3 separate regions of the Mus musculus genome follow, and regions 1 and 3 are each linked to region 2. The links are chromatin contacts, called in public HiChIP or PLAC-seq maps. All regions are on one chromosome and are shown on one strand. Each heading gives the region's core, a stretch centred on a gene start, on an enhancer-like site or on the middle of the called end of the contact. The rest is flanking DNA. Distances are from core to core; before and after follow the strand shown.

What was found. HiChIP or PLAC-seq counts read pairs in DNA pulled down with a chosen protein or histone mark.
Region 1: an H3K4me3 HiChIP or PLAC-seq map of bone marrow-derived macrophages shows a contact between it and region 2, with 2.2 times the contacts expected there. The contact joins the promoter of Mri1 here to the enhancer-like site in region 2. A contact is called at or near these places in 5 of 39 promoter capture datasets (the 3T3-L1 cell line, 3T3-L1-derived adipocytes, cranial neural crest and 2 more), 1 of 15 datasets of contacts at CTCF or cohesin (the NIH/3T3 cell line), 10 of 115 datasets of contacts at active chromatin or transcription factors (the NIH/3T3 cell line, bone marrow-derived macrophages, embryonic forebrain and 2 more) and 1 of 9 other capture datasets (macrophages).
Region 3: an H3K27ac HiChIP or PLAC-seq map of embryonic stem cells shows a contact between it and region 2, with 7 read pairs. The contact joins two enhancer-like sites. A contact is called at or near these places in 4 of 15 datasets of contacts at CTCF or cohesin (the NIH/3T3 cell line, embryonic stem cells, large pre-B cells and 1 more), 57 of 484 Hi-C or Micro-C datasets (the AML12 cell line, the BV-2 cell line, the C2C12 cell line and 27 more), 9 of 115 datasets of contacts at active chromatin or transcription factors (the NIH/3T3 cell line, embryonic fibroblasts, embryonic stem cells and 1 more) and 1 of 9 other capture datasets (embryonic stem cells).

Annotation. Positions count from the first base shown.
Region 1 is chr8:84,255,610-84,259,048 of GRCm38.p6, reverse strand. Mri1 (methylthioribose-1-phosphate isomerase 1) reads left to right here and starts at 1,725. Exons shown (of 5, transcript NM_026423.4): 1 at 1,725-2,159; 2 at 2,630-2,805. The coding sequence starts at 1,789. It overlaps Ccdc130 (coiled-coil domain containing 130), which reads left to right. Exons shown (of 10, transcript NM_026350.3): 10 at 123-1,282. The coding sequence ends at 568.
Region 2 is chr8:84,500,338-84,503,573 of GRCm38.p6, reverse strand. The region is part of intron 3 of Cacna1a (calcium channel, voltage-dependent, P/Q type, alpha 1A subunit); the gene reads right to left. Among named protein-coding and RNA genes, the nearest start is that of Cacna1a, 87 kb to the right of the region's middle. Within about 2 kb of position 1,798, at least 126 of the 459 cell types and tissues checked have an H3K27ac peak or open chromatin away from gene starts, as enhancers often do. A contact at or near this core is called in 3T3-L1-derived adipocytes, the NIH/3T3 cell line, bone marrow-derived macrophages and 2 more, where this site is marked.
Region 3 is chr8:84,295,921-84,299,366 of GRCm38.p6, reverse strand. No RefSeq gene overlaps it. Among named protein-coding and RNA genes, the nearest start is that of Ccdc130, 27 kb to the right of the region's middle. Within about 2 kb of position 1,851, at least 5 of the 459 cell types and tissues checked have an H3K27ac peak or open chromatin away from gene starts, as enhancers often do. A contact at or near this core is called in embryonic stem cells, where this site is marked.

The DNA.
Region 1 (3,439 bases), core at 476-2,975, 240 kb after region 2:
GGTCCCTAGAGCCCCTGTTATTTAAACTGGTGGGAAGAAAGCTCAAGACTAGGGGTGTGTGCTCTGTGCCCACTCTGCCCCTGAACTTCTGGCCCTTGTCCAATGCTCCCTTTTCCCTACAGCTTATGAGGACAAGCAGCGAATGAAGCGGACAGAGATCATCCACCGCTCTTGGTTCCCCTCAGCCCAGGGACCCAGTGCTAGCAGCAGCAAAGCTAGCAGCGTCCTGAAGAAGCTGTGCCAGGGCCGCAGACCACCCCCCAGCAGCACAGGCACGGTGGGGGACCTGGGCATAGTGAGGAGAAAGTCTCGAGACGTTCCAGAAAGTCCTCAGTGTGCAGCAGACAACTCCTTGTCAGAAGAACAAAGAAGGCCACCAGGAACCACCCAGGGTAGCAAGACACTTGAAGAGGCAGCAGAAGCATCCAGGACCAGCAAGACATCAGAATCCAAGAGAAACTGTAGTGATCAGGCCTTCCCCCTAGGTTCCTCCCAGGAGGACCTGCTGAACCCCAACACCCCCAATGCCTCCCTGGTGGCTGACTACTCTGACTCAGAGAGCGAGTAAGGGAGTCAGAATTCCAGGACCAGAAGCCATGACGCGTCCAGACCTTAGGGACTGGCACATTGCTGCCAGCCCAGATACAGACCTACCTTCCTATACAGATTATTATTTATTTGGTTTTGGTGAGAATGCCTGTGCCTTGATGTAACCCTGATACCTGAGCATTAAAGTGCTGTTCTTTGTCCCTGCCTTGTTTCTAAACTCATCTAGTAGCTGCCCTGCCCTCACTTCCAGCCAACTAAGCAGATGCTGCTGCATCGTTGTGACGGCAGTGTGGCCCCACAAAGCCCGATGAAGGGTTTGAGATACTGACCAAGATTGGCCACGGCCTGGGGTGACGTCCCCTTATGAGGTGTCAAGGACTACATAAGGAAGGTTGAAAGAGGGCCAGGCTGCTGGAGCCAGAGAAATAAAGCTAACGGCAGGCAGGAAGAACATCCAAACTCCATGTCATGGGCTGGTGTGGGTCACTCATAGTGGCCAGCCAGTAGGGATGTTTGTGAAACAACCTCAAAAACACCCTAATCCAGCCAGGCATAGTGGGCAGACAACCGTCATCCTGGCACCCCAGCAATAGAGACAAGGTGTGGTCCAGCTTTAAAATAGGGTTTCTCATGTATCCCTGGCTGTCCTGGAACTCGTTCTGTAACTATTGTGGAGCCAGATTCACAAATATATCTCTACCTCCTGAATGCTGGAATTAAAATCTGAGGTTTATTTTTGTGTGTTTGCATGTTGTGAGTATGTTGTCTCACTGAGGTTTGAAAGAGGGCCTTGAATCCTTTAAAACTAGCGGCAGTCGTGAAGCCTTTGGTCCTCTACAAGAGCAGAATGCACGCCTAACCATTGAGCAATCTCTTCAGGCCCTGAGAATAAACGTCCCTCATGGTGCTTGCTTTTTTTTAAAAAAATGGAGACAAAAGTAGTCCCACGGAAGGTCGTTTGACACGCTGATTAAGCGCTGGGTGTCTGTGAGCCGTGGATAGGCAGAGCTGAGAGTTCCAAGTCATCGCTTCAGTAACGGATGGACGATTTCCGGCAAAAAAATAGCCCCATCACCAAGCATCTTGGAGCTAGAACTCGGCCTTGGGAGAAGTTACAGCCACTCTGGAAGACGCTAATCGCCCGATAACCTAGGAGCGCGTGCGCATGCGCACGCGGCAGGACGCAACTCCGCCCCGCAGCCTGTGCAGGATTCCTCGTGGCCCTGCAGGGTAGGCAACATGACACTGGAAGCGATCCGCTACTCGCCCGGCTCGCTGCAGATCCTCGACCAGCTGCAGCTGCCAGAGCACTGCCACTATGAGGCACTGAGCTCCGTGCAGCAGGCTAGTGAAGCCATCCGCGCCATGAAGGTGCGCGGAGCCCCGGCCATCGCGCTGGTCGGCTGCCTCAGCCTGGCCGTGGAGCTGCGGGCCGGCGCCGGCGGTCCCGGACTCGCTGCTCTGGTGGCCTTCGTGCGAGACCAGCTGCGCCTCTTAGTCGCCGCCCGGCCCACCGCTGTCAACATGGCCCGCGCCGCCCGCGATCTGGGTCAAGTGGCAGCCCAGGAGGCGGAACGAGAGGGTGCCACTGAAGAGACCGTGCGGGAAAGGTACGGGATCCTGGACCAGTCTTGTGTGCTCTGCCCAGCTTTCCTCTCTACCATTTTCTTTCCCATCCCACTTCCGGTCCAGCCACTTGGTTCTTACTGCTTTTCTGTTGCACCGGTACGGCTCCTGCCTGTGGCTGAGACTAGAGTCTAGAGCATTAAAGCACTGGAGTTAGAACTTCATCTCCAGGTTCCTGCTCCTTCCCCTCCCCTTCTGTAAAAACACCTTGTCCCTGATTCTGCCCCTTCCTGTTCATCAACTGCCTCTCCCACCATGACGTCATCATCACAGAGGTAAAGGGTTTCCTCCTGTTTACTGCTGTGCGTCAGCCCCAGCTCCTGGCTCACTTATATTAGTGATCAGAGTGGAAGTGTCCTCAGGCTCTCAGAACCCCACCTCACCTTTAAAGGGCGGCCCCTTCAAAGTTAGCCAGCTCCCTTCCAACAGTGCTAAGAGCTTCTTCTGTCCCCAGAGTGATCCGCTTCGCCGAGGATATGTTGGAGAAGGACCTCAAAGACAACCGGAGCATCGGGGACTTGGGAGCCCGCCATCTCCTAGAGCAGACCAACCCCAGGGGTGGCAAGGTGACCGTGCTGACCCACTGTAACACGGGTGCTCTGGCCACTGCTGGCTATGGTACAGCGTTAGGTGAGGAGGCACCTTCAATTGTTAGGGCATGGGACATGTTATGGGATGCAAGGCAAAGCAACTGGAGCTGGGGGTGTAGTTCAGTGGCAAGAGTACTTGCTTAGCTAGGGCTGGCTCAGCAGCTTAAAAGTATGGACCCCTCTTGCAAAGACCTATTAAGTTCTCAGCACCCACAGTAACTACCTGCAGCACCCTCTTCTGGCCTCCACGAGCACATGCCCTTACATGCATAGAGACACACATGTACATAATTAAAAATAAACACTAGGGCTGGAGAGATGGCTCAGTGGTAAAGAGCATTGACTGCTCTTTCAAAAATCCTGAGTTCAATTCCCAGCAACCACATGGTGGCTCACAACCCGTCTGTAATGGGATCTGATGCCTTCTTCTGGTGTGTCTGAAGACAGCAACGGTGATGTATTCATATGCATAAAATACATAAATAAATCTTTAAAAATAAAAATAAATACTTTAAAAGAGTACATACTTAGCTTAGAATACACAAAATCCAGGATTTAGTCCCCAAAACTCAAATGAAGAAACTACTTCAACCACAGAAGTGTAAATATTAGTTTTGTTTTGATTTTTCAAATCATATTTTGTGTATACCTGCTGTGCATATGTGTACCATGCA
Region 2 (3,236 bases), core at 549-3,048:
CCTTGGATACCCTTTGATGTACAATCTTACCTCAGCAAGTGGTCTTAGCCAGGGCCCCTCATAAACCACCTCACTCTAGATAAGTTCCTTAGATGCAAACAGAACACTAAGATATTTCAAAGCCTTTTAGCAATGTAACTTCAAAGGCCACCAAAATACTCCCAGGTGTACAACTGTCCTTTCTTTCATAAGTGTGCATGGATGTCTGTACCAAGACAATGCTGAGGCTGGCATGACGGCTCAGCAGGTGACTGTCCCCACTGCCCAGCCTGGTGTCCTGAGCTCAATCCCCAGGGCCCCATACAGTAGAAAGGGAGAACCAGCTCCCACAATATGTCCTCTGACCTCCACACACAAGTATAAATGGATGCACACACACACACACACACACACACACACACGTGTATATACATGTGCACAATAAATAAATGTAAACATTTAAAAACCTTTTCCTCAGTAAACTGAGCTTTGCTTCAGACTGCCTCATTTTCTGTGGGGAACAAGAGAATCCAGCTGCCCCTGACCAGAGGTTAGGGTGTGAAGTGGGTGCCCCAGGGAGGGCCTGGCAGAGGCTGGGTCTTTCCCCGTCTCCTGGATGCTGAGCTGGAAGTGCTGGCAGTTTGGGGTGGGATATGCTGTGGACTGCTTTCTGTCCAGGACAGAAACACTTCTCAGTGCTTTTGGACGCTTTTCCTCTTGCTTGTAGATGACTACAGAGGGACAGGGAGATGGCGCTGTGGGCTGAGGGCGCAGAGCCAAAAGGACAAAAGAGCCTGGGTCCTACCTCAGTATGAAGAAAACTGCAGCAAATCTAGAATACACCTCATGGAACTGTGTTTCCTGTGTACAGTGGAACATTACCCATCCAGTAAAAAAGATGGGCTCTGTGGGAAAAGGTGCCAGGCCTGAGGACCCAAGCTATCCTTTGACCTCCAAGACCTGTGTGTGTTGGCAGACAGAGAGAGCCAGAAGCGCACACGCGCGCGTGTGCACACACACACACACACACACACACACGGTCACTTGCACACGAACAGGATGGAACGCAGGTCTTTATGTTTACCCAGCAAGCACTTTATCAACTGAGCCATCCCCAGCTCCTTCCGTCCCTATTTTTTCTCAATTGTCCCCACTGGAAACCCAGCCTCAGTTTCCTTCTCAGGAGGATGGAGAAGGATATAAAAAGTATTCCTCCTGGTATAAGGAGTGAGGCTTACACTTGATTGTTCAGGAAAAGTGCTGATCAGACCCAGGGAGCGGCCAAATGGGACTTTTCTCATTCTCTGAGCAAAGCTGACTGTGATTGGCTGTTATCATTCTCTTTTTCTGAGTAAAGCTGCCTGTGATTGGCTCTGACAAGTTTCCAGCCCAGAGGAAGGAGGCCAGATGAGGACCCCAGCTGCTAGCCAAAAAGCAGCCCAGGAAATGACAGCACATTCCCATGATCCTTAGCTGTCCCAGGAGAGCTCCGGCCTGGTTCCATCCTGACCTCAGACTAACTTTCCAAACTGCAGCTCTGCGTAGAGATTCACTTGCCCTGGATCTTGGCGTCCCAGTGGGGGCCCAGAATCAGGAGGGATTCATAGTACATTCGGGCCACCCACTTCTTTCAGGTCTGATTCTTGTACCCGAACCGGGGTAAGGTGCAACTGGATAGACTGTCCCTGGTCCCTGCAGGCCCCACCCCCACCACACATTAATTAAAATGTGAATCACAGCTGAGTCACTAAAGAGAGGGGGAAAAAAGGTCAATGAGCCAGTCTGGCTCCCCCTCCTTCCAGCTCTAAGGCATGAGTCAGCAAAGTACAGATCAGAAAATGGGGAAGAGAAGGGAGAGAGGTGTGCGGCTCTGCCTGAGAAGCGTCGTCAGCGAGAGCTGCTTTAGTTCTTGGGTTAGCAAAAAATAGTTTCCTAGCCCCTCCCTCAAGGTCTGTTAGCCAGCCCTGTGCTGAGCACAGCGATTCTCATGTCTGCCCAGCTTTTCCGAGGAGCTTTGGCACTTTGGGTCTTGCCCACTTCAAGGATGGCAGGCTCTTTATTAAGGCACCCCTAAGAAGCAGATGTCAACTCTCATCTCCCTACTCCATACCATCCCCAAAGCCCATTAGTCTCTTTAGATTTCTGTGTGATAGCCCTGTTCTGTAGCGAGCAACAGGAAGTGACCACCACTAGGTGGGAAGAATATTCCGGAAGTGCTGATCTCGGGGGTGGGGGTGGGGGTGGGGCTTCATGACACGGTACCCAAGCTGGGACTGGTGGTACAGGCCTATAGTCTGAGCTACTCCTACTTGAGAATTGGAGGCAGGAGGATCACAAATTCAAAGGCTGACTGAGCAAAGTTCAAGGCCAACCTCGGATGACTTAGTAAAATTCTGTTTTAAGGTAAAAAGTAAACAGGAATGGGGGTTGGGGGTGGACACACATGGTACCCGTCAACAGCCAGTGCAGAGGGACAACAGTCCAATAGGTCCTGCTTCACCCTGTCCCTGGGAAGGTAGAAAGACATACCCTACTGAGAGCTGAGTCTCAGACGACCACATACTCAAGACATGCATTAAGTGTGTGTGTGTGTGTGTGTGTGTGTGTGTGTGTGTGTGTGTGTGTGTGTGTGTGTATGCGCATGTGCATGTGCACATACACACATCAGGACACCTTGCAGGAGTTGATTCTCTCTTCCTACCATTTATATCCCAGAAGTGAACTCAGGTCATTAGGTTTAGCAGCAAGCACCTTAACCCACTGAGCCATCTTGCTGGGCTGGAGCTGGGCTTTTCCCTTGTGACATTTTTCACTTCTGCTGGTTGAAGTGGCAGAGGTGGAGCCCGTGCACACAAAGGGCTCAAGCGAAGACACAGTGGCAGCCTGGCACTCCCTGCTGCAGGGGGATGGAAAGGAACCCCACGTCTGTGGTACAGCTGGACCCACAGGAGCCTGCCCCTGCCCACAACCACCACTAAGTTCTCTCTTCTCCCCTCCTGCCTGATGAATGCAGTTCTTAGTCCCAAGCTTCAAGCCACATTTTGGAGGAGGTGCAGCCTCCATCCGAGGGACCCTGCATGGCTGTGTGGAGCCACACCCCACTTCACCTCATCGTACCCATCACCAATCACATTTTAGAAGGTGATTTCTTTTCTTTCTTTCTTTCTTTCTTTCTTTCTTTCTTTCTTTCTTTCTTTCTTTCTTTCTTTCTTTCTTTTTCTTTCTCTCTCTCTCTCTCTCTGTCTCTCTCTCTCTCT
Region 3 (3,446 bases), core at 602-3,101, 200 kb after region 2:
TTAAACATGGGGCCTTAATCTTCTCTGAGTTTGTTATTTCTTTAAGGTCTCAAGGACAGGCACCTGGAGAGCTCGGCAGTTTATTGGAAGGAGGGCTAGATTCTGGTGTCACAAGGCGGGGAGGCTGTCTCAAACTGGCATCTGGCTCCCTGGGGTGTTTTATTAAGGGGGGGTTATGGACAGTATCATTCTAATGCCAGGCTGGGTTTCCTCAGAGTGGCTAGAGAGGGGAGGAAGCCACGGGTTTGCTGCTGGGAGATGCAGTACAGAAACCAGCTGCCAGAGTGCTGCGCTTGCCACAGAAGGAAGAGTCAAACCGTCTGTACACAACACTGGAGTCTCTTTGGTGAGGCTTCCAAGGAGCAGGGCAATTAACTGCAGAGAGTTAGCATCAATAATTCGGGGGCTACAACAAGTGTACTCATATAAATAAAATAAATAAATCTTTTTTTAGAAAGGTGCTGTGTATTTTATGTTGAGATATTGATAAATATGAGATCTTGGGGATAAACAAGAAAGGAAAGGTTGCTGTTGAGTAGTGATGTGCTTTTGTGTCAGGTTGACAAGGGGATCAATTGTCCTGTTTTGTTTTGTTTTTGTCAACTTGTTACAAGCTAAACTGATCTGAGATGAGGGCACCACAACAAGAAAAAAATAATCTTCATAAGATTGGCCTATAGGCCATCCTGTGGGGGCATTTTCTTAATTAATGATTGATACGGGTGGCTGCAGTATATAAAAAGCAGGCTCAGCAAGCCATAGTGAGGAAGTCAGTAAGCTGCATTCCTTCACGGCTCTGCTTCGGTTTCTACCTCCGTGTTCCTGACTGAGTTCCTGCCTTGACTGCCCTAAGATGATTGACTGTGAGGCAGGTTACTTTTGGTCATAGTGTTTTATCACAGCAATAGAAGCTCTAACTTAAAACAAGACCCCCTGCGGCTTACAAGTGGCTTTGAGCCACCCAGAGAACATGCTGGGAACTAACTCAGGTCCTCTGTGAGAGCAGCAAGAGCTCTTAACTACAAACCTATCTCAAACCACACCCCGTATTGTTGCTTTTGAGACAAGGTCTGCTACGAAGCCCAGACTGGCCTTAAACTTGTGATGGTCCTGCCTCAGCTTCCCATGAGCTAGAATTGCAGACCTATGTCACCACTCTTGGCCTTTTTTCTCCATGTTGGGGATGGAGGGTAGGGCCTTGTCCACACAAGCTAGCAATCATCCTGCCACTGAGCCACATCCTAGGTCTGACAGAAGAGATTTGGCTTTTTTTATTTAGGGGGGGGTGTGTTTGAGTCAGGATTTTGTTATACAGCCCCGGCTGGGCTTTTGAACACATGGCAATCCTCCTGCCTCAACTTCTCAAATGCTGCAGTCACAGCATGTACCACTACACGTTACTCTGGCCTGGAAGATATTTAAAGCTATTGTGGTTTGAGTGTGCAATGCCCCGACACTGCACATCGGGTCTGTGTGTTTGTTTCCCAGCTGGCTGCTCTGTTTGGAAGACTACAAAACCTCAGAAGCTGAACAGAAAGTTCCAAGGGAGAGAAGTGGCCAGGAAACAAAAAGAGCAAAGGCTGGTGGGTAGCAGGCTGTGATGCATTCTGGGGCTGCAGATCTTAGTTCCCAAGCTCATGGGCTTACACTGTATTGTGTGGTGATTTTTATCCAGCTTCTGACCCCTTCAGCAGGCTTTCCTATATATTTCCGCCCTTTTCTTGACCAATTCTGGATGCAGAGTCTCTCATTCACATTTAAATTTACCAACCAAGTTTATCCCAACTGGATGACTAATTTACATAAGGACCGGACCAAATTGGTCTCTTCCAAGGTACAAAAGATGCCACCCACCCGTTGCTGCTTTGCAGCTCCTTCCAGCCCCTCCCCCTGCAGCAAGCTTACCATACCTCTCAGTAAATCCAGCCACTGGCTGGGGTCAATGGTGGACCCTAGTTCATAAGCCAAGGTGATAAAGACTCCAAGGCTCTGTGTTGACACAAAGTATCACACAAGATCACATAGTGGCAGTGCAGCTATCCTCCGCTATGAAGACACAATCTGTGATGTTCAAACAAGGGCAGAACAGCCACAGGACACATTTGTGAGACTCTGTAGGCAGAGGGAGCCTGACCACCTCATCTCTGAGTGACTCAGATCAGGTGCTAGGCTTCCCAGCAGCCTGGAAAATGTTCCTGTTCTGTGGTGAGTGCTCTAACCCAGAAGTGAGGGAGTAACATGCTTCCCTGAATTCCCTGTGGCTCACACACCTCCACACCGCAGACCATCACTCAGAAAGACCTCCATTCTACTGGATGCCCCACACACACATGCACACGCACACACAAGCACACACACACACACACACACACTTTCAATTTAAAAAAACTAAAGCGGGGCTCACTAGATAACCTTGGCAGAATCAACTTTGTGACTTTGTGATCCTCCTGCCTCTGTCTCATGAGTGTAGATGTGAATCGCCACGATTGGCCCCCATGATTCCCATTCTATGAGTTCCAAAAAGACAGCGAGCAGTACACTCATTCTATGAGTTCCAAAAGACAGCGAGCAGTACACTATGTCGCAGGGCTGAGGAGGGCTGAGGAGGGCTGAGGTGCTCAGTGAGCTCCTGACTCAGAATGAAGACATTTGGGGGCGAGGGTGGGCTGGGGGTGGCCATGGCATGACTGGTTACGCACACAGAGTCCCAGTACCTGGGACTGAAGCAGGAAGATGGTGAGTTTCAGGATAGCCTGGGCAACATAGTAAGATTCTAATTGTACATTCCAAATCAACAAGGGGAGAGTATACCTGACATATCACTTTCCACCAGGGAGTGTCCTACAAGGAGCACTAGTGTTTGAGCTTGTGACAGAAGTGATAACCGGGACATGCAAAGGGTTCCTCTCTTTCTCCTGGCTGGCCCTTTTAGGGAACCTCCAGAGATGAACATATGGCTTGGTTTCCACTCCAGCCATGCTGTGATATGACAACCTTGCAGCGTTCTGTAAAGCAAGGTCTCAGAAGACCTGCTCAATGAAAGGGAAAGCATTTGGATCCCCTCTATGAATGAAAACACAAATCCTGAGGAGGGAAGCAGGCTGGGCTTTCCCACTCTCCATTCTCAAAACCTCAATGTGAGAGCAGCAGCCACCACCTCAGAGCCAGCAGGAAAAGCCTCCCACTAAGAATGAGAAAAGAAAGGAAATGCCGACTTTTCTGATGACACTTTAAACAGTTGTGCCGACACTTGGCTGATCATCTTGTAATTCCTACTATGGAAATAAATAAATATACGGATTTAAAACATAAAAGGGAAAGAAAGGGGGGGGAAAGGAGGCATGAAGTCATTTTCCTCTGGACCAGTGGGGTGGCTCATCAGGACAGGCACTTGTCTTCAGGCCCTGGAACCATGGGCTGGAAGGAGAAAAACAACTCCTGTAAAT